2 separate regions of the Zea mays genome follow, and region 1 is linked to region 2. The links are chromatin contacts, called in public Hi-C maps. All regions are on one chromosome and are shown on one strand. Each heading gives the region's core, a stretch centred on a gene start, on an enhancer-like site or on the middle of the called end of the contact. The rest is flanking DNA. Distances are from core to core; before and after follow the strand shown. Region 1 has its middle 49 kb from the start of LOC542416. Region 2 holds the start of pco103560(319) (Protein P21).

Region 1 (4,638 bases), core at 1,778-4,277, 140 kb before region 2:
AACAAAAAACACTCGTCAAATTTTTTTTTGCCGAGTGTTTTATTTTTGACACTTGATAAAGAGTTTTTTTGCTGAGTGTTTTTTACACTCGGCAAAGAGCTTCTTTACCGAGTGTTTTTTTAACACTAGACAAAGACAACTTAAAAATCGTAGTTTGAAGCAGTAAATTAATTCAGATAAAAAGTTTTCAACTACAAAATTATATAGCTCATCAAGATGTACAATTTATATTTTGGTCATTTCTTGAGAAGTTATATAATTTTGTAGCTGTCAACATTTTGATTTAAAGTCATCTAGCTAACGAAAACTACTTCTGAATTTAAAAAAATTAAAATTCAGATTTTCAAAACGATCTTAAACGAAAAACCACCAAAATGAAAATGGTAGGTCCTAAAAAGTTATGAAACTTTGTGGTTGACAACATTTTGGTTTGAAATCATCTTGTAATACAAAACTTTGTTTGAATTTTAAAATTCAAAATTTTCAAACGACGTCGGATGGAAAAAAACAACAAAATAAAAGTTGTAGGTATTGAAATGTTATGAAACTTTATAATTGACAATTTTCCGATTTCAAATCATCTCGTCATAGAAAATATGTTAGAAGTTTTCAAATTTAGAATTCAAATTTTGTAAACGACCTCAGATGAAGAAACTATCAATATGAAAGTTGTAGATCTTGAAAAGTTTTGCAACTTTATAGTTGATAATATTTTTCATTTTAATTCATTTAGTGCCTCAAATAATCAATTTACTCTGGGTTTGTTATAATACATAGGGAAGGAAAACATAATATAAACACAAGTGATATATTGGTGTAGTGGTAGAGGAGGTTGCGCGCGAGAGAGATTTGCGAGTTATCATCCACTTGTCACAAAACACGTGAATTTAGTTCAAAAAATGATAGAACGATGGGTAGAGCAATGATGATGGTTGGAGGTTTGTTCCCCTAATTAAAAAATATTTTCGTTTTTTTACTTTTTTTGTGATTCTTAATTTGCCGAGTGAAAAGTAAAGAACCATTTGCCGATAAAATATTTACCGAGTGTTTGAGACACTCGGCAAAGAATACCAGTCCGGTAATGCATCCAGAAATCGTCCTAGCTTATCAAAATTTATATAAATTATACAAGTAATCCGGCTAGGAGGCTAGGAATCATGCCAAATCACTGTGTTCCAAGGAAAGGGAACTGGTTCATATATGTGGTAACCCGGCCGGCAACTTAATTTTTGTAGGAATAGCAATGGCGGTCCCACGTCTTGAAAGCATGAATCGGAATGATTGCGCGAACTGGTTTGTCATTAATTCTTTTTAAGGACGCTTAATTGCGGGTGAGTACAGGGGACTATATGTAGCACGGGCAGCTAACAAATTGAATTCGAAAATGACAGGACAGCCATATATGCACACGTACGTACTACGAACGTTTACGAAACTGTGGCGAGAGAGGAGGCGTTCACGGATGCACAGCTGGAAATTAAAGTGCGTGCGCTCCATTCTTTTTGGAAATAAAGGTGGTTGTGTGGCTAGCTGTTTGGATTCAGAACCATGCACGTCGAGAAGAAAACCTTGCTATAGAGATGGAGCTGATTAAACGACGACTGAGATGATGAGATGACAGTGTACTGCCGTAGTTAGCTCGGATGCAGTATTCATTCATTCATTCATCAGTACTAAATACTACGATCGATCGCGTGAAAGATGAGTGAGAAAGACTAGTCAGCGAGAATCATTGCTCGATACGTTCACGTCAGGACAGTGCTGTGTGTGCAGCAATTAACACCTGCTGTGGTTGATACGCCGCCGTCTGCTTCGTACAGGCGCAAATTTATTAATAAATCCGCAATCATCAATTAGGGCTTATTTTTCCGCTTCAACTCTGGCTCATGCAAAAGTTTTGCCAAACACCTCTTTTTCAAATGGCTTCACCAGTGAAGTGCTTTTCCAAAATGAACTAGAGGGCATGAGCCAAAAAAGTGGCTCACCCGGCTTCAGCTCACGTCATTTTTGCACAATAGCCCTCCCACCAGTCCAAATTATTTTTTTGGTCCTGCCCTCAATCCCTAGCCACGTACAGGAGAGATCGACCAGTATCGGTCTATAAAAAGTAAACTATATAAGGGTCTTTCTGAAAAACAACCTATAAGCCGTTTTGCCAAATGATTTTTCAGAATCGCTTTGGCTCATCTAAAGAAGTGGCCTCACCTCGTGAGCCAGAACCAAAGCCGTTTTTGGAGAAGCCAGAGTCCTGCCAAAGGGGCCCTTAATATGACCCCCTGCTGCATGGTGCATAGTATATGCATGCCATGCGCCACCGTATCGGTACTACGCTACTACTGGTTAGGCACAGTCGATTGAATGATAGTAACTAGCACGGTATGATACTGGTTATGCTACGGAACACCGGCCGGTCAGTACTGTTTGTCTATGTATACTGTCTATACGTGCGTACTAAGTACAGAAGCGCTGCATATGCCGGCCTGATGGTATGCACCACACTTAGGACTTAGGAGAACTGCAAGTTTATTAGCATCTAGCTATAGTATGCGCACGCACATTGATGATGCCGCCATCCGGCCGTGATACAGGCACTGTTTACCATTTCAGTTCACGACGGACGGATCAAGCAATGGTCGGATCGATGTCCTGAGAAACAGCGTACCACCAGAATGGCAGTGTCAGTGAGCGAGCAGTGCACGTCCCGGCCGGCCCGACCTGCGCTACGGCCGACATGCTTTCAGTGAGCCGTCCAGACAGCTCGCGCGGGGCAACCTGGACCAGCTTGCCTCTGTCTGATCGACTGCCGATTGCACAGGGTATGCATATGCTATGCTATGGATGAACAGAGGCATTGCATTCGCCGTTAACAGCCCCGTTCCTCGGTCTCTGGTGTCCAAAACTAATCGGGAAAACGGGCCTCGCTGTGTTCTTTCTACTTCCATATCCATCACCTCTGGTTCTGGGACCGTCCATTACGTCCCGCAACGGCAGCGTCATCTTCAAGGCCCACCATCAATTCTGGATGGAGATTTTGCAGGTGACTGGCCCGGCGGTCCAAAAAGGGAAGTAGGCTGGCCCAAGGCGTGCGCCCTTTGCCGTCTAGCAGACTCCACGGAAGGTCATTTGTTTCTGGGTCTAACGGGCCCGTGATTTTCATCCGTATGGGTCCACATCCACCGGTGCCCTCGTTAGACAAAGCATTTTTTTGTATTAGAATATTTGTCCATGGTTATATAGACAAATAGATCACCAAATCTATTTTTTATAATTTATTTATTTATATATACAAATATTTCTAATATTTTCTATAAACTTAGTCAAATTTTTTAAAAAAACTAGTCATATGGCCGTGCATTGCTACAGTATATATATATATATATGATATAGGATAAATTTTGTTTTAATAGATCACAAAATATATTTTTTCTATTGATTCGGTGGTTGTGAATATGGAGCCAACAAACAAGATTCAAACACTCACTTATACATAATTTTAACTTATTTTTTATATAAACTCTCCTATTATAGTATTAGAGAAAAGATTGTAGGGGTGCGAGTTAATTCTAAAGAAATATAGGTTTTTTTGAAAAAAAAAATTGATACGGGACGATGGTTGAAACTGATGTTTTAATATAGTATAAAATAAATAATTATAGTATTTATAAAAATATTTGTTATGACTAGTTTTGTATTTTGTAGAGGGTGTAGATGCACTCTCTAAAATGAATAGATTCGTCTCTCAGGGCCGGAAGAACTGAGGAAAAAGGAAGTGTGCGGTGTACGGGTAAGAGAGACGTTCGACCGTATCAAGAGAATTATTGGTAGGTGGTACTCCCATTTGATCACTACTAGTATATCGATTGACGACGACATATCTCTCCCTGACAGCATTCCAAATGCTGCCCGAATGAAAAAAATAAAGAGAGGGATGGATAAACAATATGTCAGCCAAGCGTGACAAGTGCTAGCTAGGTAGCGACCGAATGCGACCACACGGGCAAGCGACATCCAGCTTACCAATTGGCACATGTACACCAGCTGCCGTCGTAAGTACGTTAGCCCACGCAGGTCATCAGGCCAAATTAATATAATTTCGCATAGCAAAGATACATGTATGTGCAAGGGCAACACTCTATTTCTACATTATCCGATGGGTATCTGATATGTGGGCCATCCAAATTCATTATACTATCCTAAATTCACATTTTTCAATTTCCATGCATAACATGTTGTTTAGTTTTAATATTGTTGTTTGATGTTGTTGGAATGGTGAAATTATTAGATTGTGATAAAATTATTGTTTAGTGCTAAATGTTGAATTATAGTGGGCGGGCGAGTAACACATATCCGTTGGGTATAGCGGATATCCGACGGGTACGGATATAGGTACAGATCAATACCCATGAACGTATATGGATACATATATGGGTTGAGTTTTGTCTCGCGGCTATGGATTCACGAATCATATATCCATGTCCTACCCGTCCGATTGTCATCCCTAACCGGAGGAAACGAGACCCACGATGTCTCAGCCAAAAGCTCTTAGTGAAGACGGTGGGGAGTATCCAATAGGGGCTAGAAGTGAAGCACCACTTGCACGTAAATAAGGCCCGCTACTACCTACAGAGTAACCTATTT
Region 2 (4,151 bases), core at 723-3,222:
AGAAACGAATCTTTCGTATCTTCCTCCTCACGAATGTATCGCTGACGGAAGGATCCAGGTTTTGAATCTAGAACTTGTGACGCAGCGTCCACGACCACAAGCCATTGCCGTTGTCCAACATGACCTATTCCGCGTCCACTGACTGCGCCGGGCGTGCGCGGGCAGTGTGTGTACCTGCTACGTGCAGGCGTGTGCACTCTTGAATTTGAATGGATGTCCTCATGCCAAGGCGTCAAGCCCGTGGTTTTGACCTGTGACGATATGATATTCTAGTAATCTGATCCCAGCTAGAGATTTTGCTGCAGCCTTGACCTGTTTGGTCAAGCCGATGGGGTAAATGCCGGATATATCCTATGGGATTGCTATTTGCTATTGCTTATGCACAGACTCTCTTGATAAATATAATCTGGATGTCCCTGTCCACGCTGCATCACTGGTATCTGCCCGGGTGGCAGCTGCGGCTGCAGGTCTTCGTATTGCTGCAGCTGCAATCTATAGAGACAAAATATTGTAGAAGTCACGGCCAGACTTTGTAAACTTCTTCAAACAGTACTTGCAAACCAAGTAAAATAGGGCGCCAAGAGTAAACATCTTGTATGACACGCAGGGACGGAGCCAGAAAAAAGTTTAGGAGGGACTGAACTAAATTGCTGCAGTATAAAAGCTCATTCTACATTATATTATATATATTTTAGATTAGGGGAGGCTATAGTGGGGCTCCATGGGATCCGAAACGGTAGGAGGGGCTCGAGCCCCGCCCGCCCCACCGCTAGATCCGTCCCTGATGACACGCATGTTTTCTTCAACCGAGGAAACTATAGTGCTAGACTAAGACCAATGGCTCTATAGCGTTAGACTAAGGTCTAAGACCGTCTGTAGCAGTTTATCCATAGTTTACTTAAAAACACTGTTTTGCACTGATCTATCCGGTAGATTGCACTATTCACAGAATGAAGTTTGAATATATGGTAAGCTGCTGGAGATAGTCTAACGCTATAGCCATGGAGGCATGGATGCTATGGTACACAACGTATCTGATACCATTATTTCACATAATTCAATTCCCAACCTTGAAGCTAGAAGAACAATAATGTAATGTGTTCTTGCACAAGTTATTCATAATAACTTATTCATTTCATCATTTGTGTGCTAGTTTAGTTTATTTGTTTCTCACGTACGTGTCTCCTGGATCAACTATATAGGTACGTATGTTTGAGCAGCTCGATGGAGCTCATGGGCAGAAGACGACGTTGTAGTTGGTGCCGCCGGGGCAAGTGTAGGTGCTGGTGGCGTCGTCCTTGGGATAGCTGTAGGCGTCCGGGCAGAGCCCCTTGAAGAACTTGGAGTAGTCGGTGGGCCCGCAGTTGTCCGTCGCCGAGCCGGTGCAGCAGTACTGGTCCGTCTTGAACACGGTGCAGGGGTTGTCGCATCCGCCGGGGGCCTGCAGCGCGGCGGGGCACTGCGACGTGACGTCGGCGTCGCAGCGCGGCCCGCCCTTGGGGCACCCGGAGCCGTCGCCGGCGGGCAGGAAGTCCATGGGCACGTTGAAGCCGTCCACCAGGGAGATGTCGAAGAAGTCGAGGCCGTCGAACTTGTTGAGCCCGAACTCGGCCAGCGTGTTGGGCGCCTGCCCGTACTGCGCGCACTGCAGCACGCCGCCGCAGTCGCCCGTCTGGCACTGCCCGTTGCCGCTGCCGTCGAAGGAGCAGCCCGTGCGCGCCCACACGCGCCCGCCCGTCGTGCCCGCCGGCACGTCGATGCTCCACGTCTGCCCGTTGTCCAGCTGCTGCCCGCCGCCCGGCACGGCGGCCGCCCACACGGTGTACGGGCAGTTGTTGGTCACGGTGAAGGTGGCCGCGTCGGCAGCGGCCGCGAGGAGGAGGACGACGACGAGCGGGAAGAGGTGGTGGAGGACGGAAGCCATTTCGTCTGTCTGTCTGCTAGCTGCTCCGAATTACCCCCTCCAACTGTCTTGCTGCTGAGTAGTGATGATGTCTATATATAGCTGTGGTAGTGTGAAGAATTCAACATTTGCGTGCTACAGTTTTCTCGCCGAGCTTCCACGAGTTTGGCAAGGAAAAACGGATAGCGAGTCGTAGCTTTGTCTTGCTGGCATGGCATGTATACGCTCGTCTGCTAAATCCTAAATAGGAGTGCTATACGCAAATAATGCACTGGATCCGATTTACGCTGCCAAACTTGATGTGGATTTTGTTGATCGATAAAGCGTCCATTACTGCTTGACCTTTCGACCAAAATGTGTGTCGAGAATGTATATTGCGACTAAATACTAAATGTTGCTCGCTCCGTAATGCAACGTTCATTTCCACACAGCTGCTAATGTTAAGATATATTTGCATTCTGTTGTTCGTTAATAGACGAGCATGGAATTCTGGGATACTCATTCGTTCCAAAATGTTCCGAGGCAAGCTTCTCTACAGTTTACTAAGCTCATAGATATTTACACTAACGTCCATATAATACCTAATAAATACACTGCCAAGATATATGTTACTCCCTCAGTCCCAAATTAAAATTTGTTTTTGCCTTTTAATGATTCATACGATAATTAATGTATGTGTTTCGTATATGTATCTAGATTTCTCATCATCAATTTGAATATAGATATAAACAAAATAAGTGCTACAACGAATACTAAATTAAGATAGAGGGAGTATGATATTTCTAAAGAAGCTAGGTTAGCTCTCAATCCATGTGGATTGAGTGAGATTGGATGGGTTTGAATCCCAAATAAGTCAAACTTCTTCTCAACTTTTTCCAATCTCATCCAATCCATATATATTGGGAATAACCGAACAAGCCCTAATTTGGTGTTCTATATGTTGGCGCATATATATAATATAAGTTGGAGTCAGAGAAGTCTAATCCAGAACAAAACTATAACGACCTAGGGTATGCAACACATACATATAGTATTATGGGAAGTAAAGTTTCCCCCATCAAACTTTGCTTGTGCGTAGTCTAATTTTTAACCTTAAACTATGAAACCGGGTAACAAACATCTTTCAATTGTTAAAACCAGACAAATTTAATCACCATGCTGGTTATAAAGATGGTTTTTATATTTTTATAAATAATAAAAATATGAATTATTGTATAAAATTTTAAGATTTATCTATTTGAAATCAAGAAAATATGAACTAACACTGTTTTTTTTTCTAAAAATGTTCTATACTTGTTTATGATCTAGATATATGTGTTTAGAATCAGTTTAGGCCTGTTTGGATCCTTTGGATCGAATTCCATTTTAATAACCATGATTTAGACACATATCAATTAAGCTAATATGGTTTTATGTGTAAAATATCTATATTGTTGTCTATACGAGAAAGATATTTATGTGCTACATGAATGGCGCGTGTTACCCTGTTTGTAATTCAAAGTTGAAAATGAGACTACATTGCAAGTCATTACACAATTACCCTATACTGGTTGAAATGATAATGTGTCGCTTCTTCCAGAAGTGACGTCAAACTGCAAAAAGAAAATATGGGATAATGTTGGAATTAAATGAACTGTTTGCCGCGGGTACCTTGAATTTTCCACCCATGTTGACGAATCAGCACGAGTGCGCAAGACTTCTACATGTGGGTCTGATGAGTCTAAAATTTATCCAGAATTGCTTGAATATTTGCAGCTGCATGTGCTCGGAGATTTCTGCCAAACAACAGCGTGCAGTAGACGTCAAATTGATATGGCTGAAATGGGTGCCACGTACGGATCATGGACGCGCCAAATACATGGTCCTTCCGATGATTGTGGCGAGTGCGTCGCTGGCAACTGGCATGTCAAATTCATGATCTTTTGCCTTTGGAGCTTCAGAGTGATAAGAAAAAAGGTTTTACTTTCAAAAACAAAGGGGAAAATATTACCTTTTCTGACAAAAAATGTGCGACGGCCACCATGTATTTCATAATTTACGCTCTTGATTTTTTTAAGGCCCCGTTTGTTTTATTTCATTTTGAGGAATTAGAATCTTACTAATAGAATATGTTATTTTTTTAGAATGTGACATTCCACCACTTTTCAAAGTTATCATATAAGCCTATCTCAAATTCATGGGGTGAGAGATAAAAATTGATTCTATAGATTTACATGCTATTTTTCTGATATACAACTTATAGTACACT

What was found. A called contact is a pair of places that touch in the nucleus more often than the background predicts.
Region 1: a contact with region 2 is called in a Hi-C map of leaf, with 2.1 times the contacts expected there. The contact joins the enhancer-like site here to the promoter of pco103560(319) in region 2. A contact is called at or near these places in 7 of 25 Hi-C or Micro-C datasets (bundle sheath, ear, leaf and 1 more).

What each region holds. Positions count from the first base shown.
Region 1 is chr1:265,126,505-265,131,142 of Zm-B73-REFERENCE-NAM-5.0, reverse strand. No RefSeq gene overlaps it. Among protein-coding and RNA genes, the nearest start is that of LOC542416, 49 kb to the right of the region's middle. Within about 2 kb of position 3,027, at least 18 of the 20 cell types and tissues checked have an H3K27ac peak or open chromatin away from gene starts, as enhancers often do. A contact at or near this core is called in bundle sheath, ear, leaf and 1 more, where this site is marked.
Region 2 is chr1:264,985,341-264,989,491 of Zm-B73-REFERENCE-NAM-5.0, reverse strand. It overlaps pco103560(319) (Protein P21), which reads right to left and starts at 1,972. Exons shown (of 1, transcript NM_001154054.2): 1 at 1,021-1,972. The coding sequence starts at 1,924. The coding sequence ends at 1,232. LOC100284041 reads right to left here. Exons shown (of 5, transcript NM_001156939.1): 5 at 3,375-3,678.